3 separate regions of the Sus scrofa genome follow, and regions 1 and 2 are each linked to region 3. The links are chromatin contacts, called in public HiChIP or PLAC-seq maps. All regions are on one chromosome and are shown on one strand. Each heading gives the region's core, a stretch centred on a gene start, on an enhancer-like site or on the middle of the called end of the contact. The rest is flanking DNA. Distances are from core to core; before and after follow the strand shown.

Region 1 (2,749 bases), core at 208-2,707, 51 kb before region 3:
GACCCACGTGCAGAGTTGTTATAAGCCCATCAGCCTATACCAAGATGCTCGCACCCTAAGCGCTGGCTGTGAGTCTGTCCTCTTGCTTCCTGCCACTGAGCTGGCAGCCAGCCTCAGCCCCACATCAAAGTCAGAGAAGAAAGTGATGGAAGGCAAGCTGCGCCTTCTCCTTAAGTTGTTGCGGGGGGTGGGGGGGGAGGGCGAGGGTGGGCAGCAGTGGTGGCAGGGAGCAGAGATGGCTGGGACTTTGGCAGGAGAAATGAAGTCCCAGGCAAGGAGGGACCAACCAAGCATGAGCCAGAGTCGTACACTCCTCCTGTCACATCCGATCCCCAGCACACACCCTCACAACACTCCAACACACACACAACACTCCCAACACACACCGCCATGGCACCGCCAGCACTACACAATACCCCAAGGCGCACAGACATGGACGAAGCTGTCCTGGTCTCTATCCCCGTGGCCTCTGCCTTTTCGCTAGGGCAGACCCCCACGGGGAAGCAGGTTTACCTCCAGTCTGTGATGTAGGACAAGAGCGGAAGGGGACGGGACAGCCCGCACACACTGCAGTGAATCCGGGCTCGTCTGTGGACGAGCTGTGCCACTTGGCAGGGAAGTTCACCTCTCTGAGCCTCTCTTTCCTCGTCTGCAAAACAATCACAATGCCTACATTGGAAGAGTGTTGTTGGGATTAACCTAGATAAGAACTAGAACACACTCAGCACAGGTGCCTGGCACGCGGCCCATTCCCTGTAAGTGGAAATGGCGTGGCTGTCATTCTTCATGGGGCGTCTATTGCCGAGACCGGGGCAGGCGAAGGGGAAGGAGAGACATGGGGAAGGGCTCCAGGTGAACCATCCAGTGAAGGAAAACGCCCCCCACCCCCCGCACCCCAGAAAGAAATCTATGCCTTTGTCTTCTCAGTAAGTTTCCACGACATCCCCAGAAACTCACATCTGTCATGATCTCTACCCTTGGGTGCTTCAAGGAGAGAGCCATTAGCAAATTATTAATTAGCATCATATTATCAACCCCAGACCACGTCTTTGACCAGAAGAATCCTTGCTTTACTGTCCCAACTGCCTGTCAGCAGGAGACAACGTGGCTCTGTTTCCCACCAGACCCGATTCCGTTCTCACAGGTGACCATCCTCCACCACCGACCGCCGGGCGGGGCCCCGAATCATCAGCTGAGGACCATCCCAGGCGGGGACATGCCCCTGGCTTCTTCGTCCCATCTTCCTCTCTGACACGGGCTCTTTCCTTTTTCAGGGTTGCAGGTCCCTTTAAGAATCTGGCAAAAAAGGACCGCCTCTTCCTTGCAATGTTGTTCTGGGCCCTCTTAACCCCCTGTTCCAGAAGATGTGAGGCTCCAGCGCCTGCTTCCCATCTTGGCGACTGACTCCCGGCCAAGCTGACTGGAGTTTGGCTGCTCTGAGGAGCAGAGAGTCCTTCCACCTGGCGGCCTGCTTGGAGCCCGCTTGTTAAAGTGAACGGCCCAGTGTGCGCCACGCAGCTCCGCTTAGAGCTTCGGATTCTGGCAAGGAACCCAGCGACGGCCAGGCGGGGCCCACACACCCCCTCTCTTCCTCCAGCTGCAGGATCTTGTGTGTCTGTGCAATTTTCAGACTTGCTAAACTATCCCACATTTCTGAAGAAAAAGGAGGAGGGGGCCGGAGATCACGGGCCAGTTCTCCAATATTCTACAGGAGTATGGGGCTCTTACCAGGTGTCGGGAGAAGGGAAGCCCTCACATCTGCCATAGCCAACGTGGAAGCTGGCAAGAATAACCAACGCCAACCAGGCACCCGGTAGCCATCGGAATCATTTAGCTGAACCCCCTCAACAACCTCTGTGGTGGGAACAGTTATTATCCTCGTTTTATAGAAAAAGAAGCAGGAACACTGAGGTAAAATAACTTGCCAAGATCCCAGCATGAAAGGGCTAGAATTTGGCCCCAGGAAGTATAGAACCTTTTTTTTTTTTTTTTTTTTTTTGCTCTTTAGGGCTATATGTGTGGCATATGGAGGTTCCCAGGCTAGGGGTCCAATCAGAGCTATAGCCGCTGGCCTACGCCACAGCCACTGCAACTCAGGATCTGAGCCACAGCTTCGACCTATGCCACAGCTCACGGCAATGCCAGATCCTTAACCCATGGAGCAAGGCCAGGGATCAAGGGGCATCCTCATGGCTACTAGTTGGGTTCATTACCACTGAGCCATGGTTCATTGCCCAGCCCTGAGTCCAAACTGCTCCTGAGTCCAAACTGCTAACCTCTATGTGGTCCCACCTCTGCTATCCTTTTTTTTTTTTTTTTTTTTTTTTGTCTTTTTGCTATTTCTTGGGCCGCTCCCTTGGCATATGGAGGTTCCCAGGCTAGGGGTCGAATCGCAGCTGTAGCTGCCGGCCTATGCCAGAGCCACAGCAACGCGGGATCCAAGCCACATCTGCAACCTACACCACAGCTCACGGCAACGCCGGATCCTTAACCCACTGAGCAAGGGCAGGGACCGAACCCGAAACCTCATGGTTCCTATTCGGGTTTGTTAACCACTGCGCCACGACGGGAACTCCCACCTCTGCTATCCTTGCCTCATCATTGTTATTGTGTAAGTGGCGAGGGAAAAAACAGAAAAAATAAACTTCCCAGAGTGTTCACCTCTGGCATCCTCTCCAGTGAAATCGCACTCGAAGAGATTTGAATCTAGAGAAATGAAGTAACAGACCTGTGCCCTGATGCCCTCTAG
Region 2 (2,700 bases), core at 81-2,580, 37 kb after region 3:
GTCCCTTTGTGACGGGTGTTATTTCATTTAGCATGTTTTAAAAGTTCGTGCATATTGTAGAATGTATCCAAATTTCTTTCCTTTTCAAGACTGAATAATATTCTACTGTATGTGTAAGTCACATTTTGTTTATCCAGTCATCTGTCATCTGCTAAGCAGACATTTGAATTGTTTCCACATTTTGGTTGTTGTGAATAATGCTGCTATAAACATGGATGCTCAAATATCTTTTTGAGTCCTTGTTTTCACTTCTTTTGGGTCATATACCCAGAAGTGGAGTTACGAGATCTTATGGTAATTCTGTGTTTAATTTTTTGAGGAGCTGCTCTACTGTTTTCCACAGCTATTGTACCGTTTGACATTCCCACTAAAAATGCACAAGGGTCCCAATTTCTCCATGTCCTCAGCAACACTTGTTATTTTCTGGGGTTTTTGTTTGTTTTAATTTTTGTTAATAGTCATTCTGATGGGTGTTGAAGTGGTATCCATCACGGTTTTGACTAAATTCAGTTTTGAGCCTCTACATTGAGTCCTCATGATAAACTCCAATCAAATGATACCCCATCACCTCTATTTCTTGAGCCAGTGTCCTAAGAAAGTTGGGGCCATAAAGGCCTGTGGTTCATGCAGATCAGCAGGGGGCACTCCCATAGGACGGCTCTGGAGGCTCCAATGACAGAGGACAGGGCAGGTAGCTTTTCCAGACCAAAGCAGGGTCCTAGCTCACCAGCAAATGGGTCTTTTTATTCCCCGACCCTCTTCCCCAGGTCCTGTCCTCCTCACTGCCATTATCAAGGAGAACCATAGTCCAGGCCATAGCAGTGTTTCTGAAAAGGGGTGCTATTGGCATTCAGAGTGGAACCATTCTTCATTAGTCGGGACAGCGGGACAGTCGTAGTGACAATCAAAATGCCCCCCAACTCACATCTCGAAAGTACCCCTCCCTCTGGGAATGGAAGTTGCCCAAGTGAGATCCAGGTATGCAAAGGCCTCTGGAGATTCCCAGTGAAGCACACTCGCTCGTGCAAAGCAGCAACCACCAGAAAGACGCCTCCTGTCCTGCTGAGGAGCCTCTGGAGCTCAGCCAAGGAAAACGTCACTGGTGGCGTTAGGTGACCTAGACAACTCCTCTGAGTCTGTTAATGGTTAGTTGACAGTGAAAGGCTCACATGTCAGGAGAAGGGGGAAGATACTCTCTAAAACAAGATGAGTACCATAAAAGAAAAACATCCCGCCGTCCCCCCCACCCCGCCCCCATACCCTTGCAATCAGGACGTGGAATCTGAGCCTGGTCCCTTCCATGTCCATTTGACCCTCCCTCCCCGCAGGGTGTGCACCCTGCCCTCTGCAGTCCCTGCCTTGCCTGTCCTGCGGAAGGGACTTCACGTCCCTGTGCTTCCATAGCAACCAGGAAACAACCACCGCTCACAATGAGACGGATGGTGCTGGGGCCCAGACCTGCCGATGCACACGGCCGGTAACAGAGCAACAGAACCAGGGGACAACGAGGGTGCGGGCAAAGGGGAGAGAGAGGTTGCCCAGAGCGTGGACAATCCAGGGCTTGAGGAGTCTGGGTTTGCGGTTTATTTTCTCTCCCGACAAAGACACACACTGTCTAAACTGTGGGGCTGGTTGTTATTAAGAAGCTGCTGTACGAGGGGAAAATGTGCTTAATAAAAGGCCCAGTGTTTGTGGGCTTTTTGGGCTCCCTGCTGAGCTCAGGAAATCTTGAGGTGTGACCCGTTTTCAGTCTTCAAAACCAAGATGAACTGCCCTTGAAGGAGGGTGGTCAGAAGCAAAACATGTTCACCCTCTCTCTCCTGAGCCGGGGACACGGGAAGTTGGTCCAGAACAAACAGAAGTTAGAAGTCTATTTTGAACCCGAGGTGAGTCTGACAGCTGAATAAAGGCAGAGGTGGGGGGTGGGGGAGGAAGGCTCTATTTCTTCATTTGGGGCTGAGCCCTGTCTGTTCTGGTTTGTTGTGTTGGGGAGGCGGGGCAGGGGTCAGTGGGCGCGCTTCCCTCTTCCTTGGGGAAATTCAAGAAAATAAGAGAGTGTGCTTGACACTTGGAGATGCCACAGGGGTCCTCCTCCTCCCCCTTACGGCCTTCAGTTGCTTTAGATTGGAGGAGATCCCAGACTGTCTAGAATTGGGACGGTTGGTTCAAGACCAGAATTTCCACCTGGGTTCTAGGCAAGCTGGTAGTGGCTATTTGGTGTTTAGCTCTGTGGTCTAAATGTTGAGGATGTTCGTGCCAGTTCAATGGCTTCCTTGAACCTTCTGGAATTCAACCCATAGGACTCACATTTAATAGAGGCAAAAAAAACAAAAAACAAAAAAACCCCACCCTCATTTTATAAGATTTTTTCAAAGAGGTGGCAAAATTCCCCTGTTGTACTAGAATTTTTTTTTTTTTTTTTTTTTTTTTTTTTTTTTTTTGTCTTTTTGTCTTTTGTTGTTGTTGTTGTTGTTGTTGCTATCTCTTGGGCCGCTTCCGTGGCATATGGAGGTTCCCAGGCTAGGGGTTGAATCGGAGCTGTAGCCACCGGCCTACGCCAGAGCCACAGCAACGCGGGATCCGAGCCGCGTCTGCAACCTACACCACAGCTCACGGCAACGCCGGATCGTCAACCCACTGAGCAAGGGCAGGGACTGAACCCGCGACCTCATGGTTCCTAGTCGGATTCGTTAACCACTG
Region 3 (2,800 bases), core at 122-2,621:
CTGAGCTGACAGAAGGAAAGGGCTCCGCCAGGAGTAACGTTTTCTAAGGCGTAAGATTGCTTTGTGCGTGAGTGTGTGAGAGAGAGAGGGAGACAGAGAGGGAGAAGCAGATTTTTCCTTTCTCAACATTGTCATTTTCCTGCATGGGAATTCAGGATATTCCTCGCTGTCCAGCGAGAAGGGAGAGCGGCCCCCCTCCCTCCTAACTTCTGATCTCGTCGGGAGTAAGCAGGGCGCGCGCGCGAGCGCCCATTGCCTTCAGCAGGGCGAAGATTTGACCGGGAACAAAAGAACGCTTGCCAATCGGAAAACGCTACCCGAAAACAGGATAACTTCTCTTTGTGTTTTGAAAACTAATTAGCAAATGCCCTTGGTTTCTAATACCCATTTAAACTTTTCAACGCATATTCCAAGGATCAAATCATTGCTTCTGCGACAAAGATGGGATCCCAACACGCCGCAGAACTAAGAAAAAGAGGATAAATACTCTCTCTAAACCGTACAGTGTTCCTGGGCACTCGGGTCGCAGGTTTTTTGTTTTTAATAGCCATTTCCCCCAACACTGTTTTCTTATGGCTCCATTAAAGCTATACCAGATCGCTAGACCCTGGGCCGTGCTCGCGGGCAGGGTGACTTGGGGTCGGGGTCCCCAGCGCCCGCGGCTCCCCAACCCTCTCCCCTCCAAGGGGTCTGCACTTCCTCCCGCCTTACGTCGGCCCCTTCGCCCGACTCCAATTTCTTCGCGGTCGCGGCCCCTCCTCCTTTTTACAACTGGGAGCGGGGATGAGAGGGGATTGTGGCCTCACGTGGTCTGTTAGAGTCGGGGGAGAGAAAAGCAATCCGCGATGCGCACCCTTTTCTGGCCCCATAGTGAACCCTTCATTTAGGACCCCGCTACCCAAAAGTCCCCCGCCAAGCCCAGCATTTTCAGCTCGGGGAGGGCTAACGTGACTCCGAGTCACGTCCCTATCTGCCGTGGCGCTGCTCTATTCTCAGCTTCTCCCCGTAAACTTCCCCCGTGCGCCCTTCTATTCAGGAATGTGTATTTTAGAGTACCCGGAAGAGGAACAAATCTTTCAAGCAAATTCCCTTTCTGGTGCGTTCCCCCCTCCGCTCCCCCCAGCGAATTCACGGTAAAAGTTTTTCTTAACTTTTCCCTCCCAGCCCCCGCCCCTCCCCTCAGGAATCCGCCCAGAGCGCTGCAGACTGTGCCTCTCGGGTTCCCTCGCCCGCCCCTTCCGACTTCCACCCAATCCGGAGGCGACCACACAGAAAACAAAGGCTGCCATTGGGCGGTCTTGGAGCTCCAGGGCCCGCCCCCGGAGTGGTTTGTGAATGGGGGGAGGGGAGAGGGCGGGGCGGCCCGGAATCCTGCGAGCGCGACGCTTCTTCTGCGGAGTTGCTGGGCTCCGAGACGTTACTCTGCGCTCCCTCCCGGCGGGCGGCGGCGGCGGCGGGCGCCGCGACTCACCGGCCGGGGCTGCGCGGGACTGGAGAGGCCAGGCCCAGGCCGCGAGCACGGGGGCCTCATAGCTTTGGACGCAGTGTGACTGGATTTCTTCAAAGAACTCGCAGAGCTCTTGGCTCCAAGACGCCGATAGGACTCAGAACGAGAATCAACCGTTTGGCTGAAACTTGGGGACAAGCTTTTGGGGCTGAAAAAGGAGCAGGGAGTGGAGAAGAAGGCGGCGGAGAAGGAGGTGGCGGCGAACTGAGCCTCGAGGCAAGGAGGCGGAGCAGCACCGCAGAGGCGGCGGCCTTGGCTAGCAAGCCGCGGCGCCGGGCTCTCGCTCGCCGGGGGCCCAGACGCAAGCGGGGGGCGCGCGCGTTACTGTGCGCTGTGAGTCAAGAGACTTGGGCAAACTTTGAAGGGTAACCGGAGACGCTTGTTGCTCTTCGCCGCAGAAAGAGCCGCACCGTTACGTCCCGGCGCGAGGAAAAGGCGTCTCCCCCCCATCGGCGCCCCCGGCCCAGGCAGACGTGTTTGGGCCCCCGGCGGCTGCGCGAGTGCTGGGCGGAGGCGGCGGCGGCGACGGCGCCCTTGCGGCGCGAGCACCCTAGCTACAGCGCCCTCGGCTCCGCACCGCCCACGGCCCGGCCCCGGCGCCGGGAGGACTCTCATGCGCCCGGCGCGGCGGCGCCTGCCGGGATCCCAGCCTCTCCTGGCTGTCTTGTCGCGTTTCTTGGGCTGAGAGCGCCGCTGCACCCGCGGCCGGCGATGCGGGGCCCCCGCACGGCAGCGTCGCCCTCGCCTCTGGGCCTGTGCACCATGGTGCTTGCAGTGCTGGGCGCACTGCCCGCGGGCGCCGGGGCGCAGCCGTACCACGGCGAGAAGGGCATCTCAGTGCCGGACCACGGCTTCTGCCAGCCTATTTCCATCCCTCTGTGCACGGACATCGCCTACAACCAGACCATCCTGCCCAACCTGCTGGGTCACACGAACCAAGAAGATGCGGGCCTCGAGGTGCACCAGTTCTACCCGCTGGTGAAGGTGCAGTGTTCTCCCGAGCTGCGCTTCTTCCTGTGCTCCATGTACGCACCCGTGTGCACCGTGCTCGATAAGGCCATCCCGCCGTGCCGTTCTCTGTGCGAGCGTGCCCGCCAGGGGTGTGAGGCGCTCATGAACAAGTTCGGCTTCCAATGGCCCGAGCGGCTGCGTTGCGAGAACTTCCCTGTGCACGGCGCCGGCGAGATCTGCGTGGGCCAGAACACGTCCGACGGCTCCGGGGGCCCAGGCGGCGGGCCCACCGCCTATCCTACAGCGCCCTACATGCCCGACCTGCCCTTCACCGCGCTGCCC

Evidence for each region. HiChIP or PLAC-seq counts read pairs in DNA pulled down with a chosen protein or histone mark.
Region 1: an H3K27ac HiChIP or PLAC-seq map of skeletal muscle shows a contact between it and region 3. The contact joins the enhancer-like site here to the promoter of FZD7 in region 3. A contact is called at or near these places in 1 of 5 promoter capture datasets (liver), 4 of 47 Hi-C or Micro-C datasets (embryonic fibroblasts, epiblast stem cells, liver and 1 more) and 1 of 2 datasets of contacts at active chromatin or transcription factors (skeletal muscle).
Region 2: an H3K27ac HiChIP or PLAC-seq map of skeletal muscle shows a contact between it and region 3. The contact joins the promoter of KIAA2012 here to the promoter of FZD7 in region 3. A contact is called at or near these places in 3 of 47 Hi-C or Micro-C datasets (embryonic fibroblasts, omental adipose tissue and skeletal muscle) and 1 of 2 datasets of contacts at active chromatin or transcription factors (skeletal muscle).

What each region holds. Positions count from the first base shown.
Region 1 is chr15:105,591,469-105,594,217 of Sscrofa11.1, forward strand. No RefSeq gene overlaps it. Among named protein-coding and RNA genes, the nearest start is that of FZD7, 51 kb to the right of the region's middle. Within about 2 kb of position 1,458, at least 19 of the 83 cell types and tissues checked have an H3K27ac peak or open chromatin away from gene starts, as enhancers often do. A contact at or near this core is called in liver and skeletal muscle, where this site is marked.
Region 2 is chr15:105,679,873-105,682,572 of Sscrofa11.1, forward strand. KIAA2012 reads left to right here and starts at 1,331. Exons shown (of 23, transcript XM_005672082.3): 1 at 1,331-1,886. The coding sequence starts at 1,803.
Region 3 is chr15:105,642,793-105,645,592 of Sscrofa11.1, forward strand. FZD7 (frizzled-7) reads left to right here and starts at 1,372. Exons shown (of 1, transcript XM_013984388.2): 1 at 1,372-2,800. The coding sequence starts at 2,219.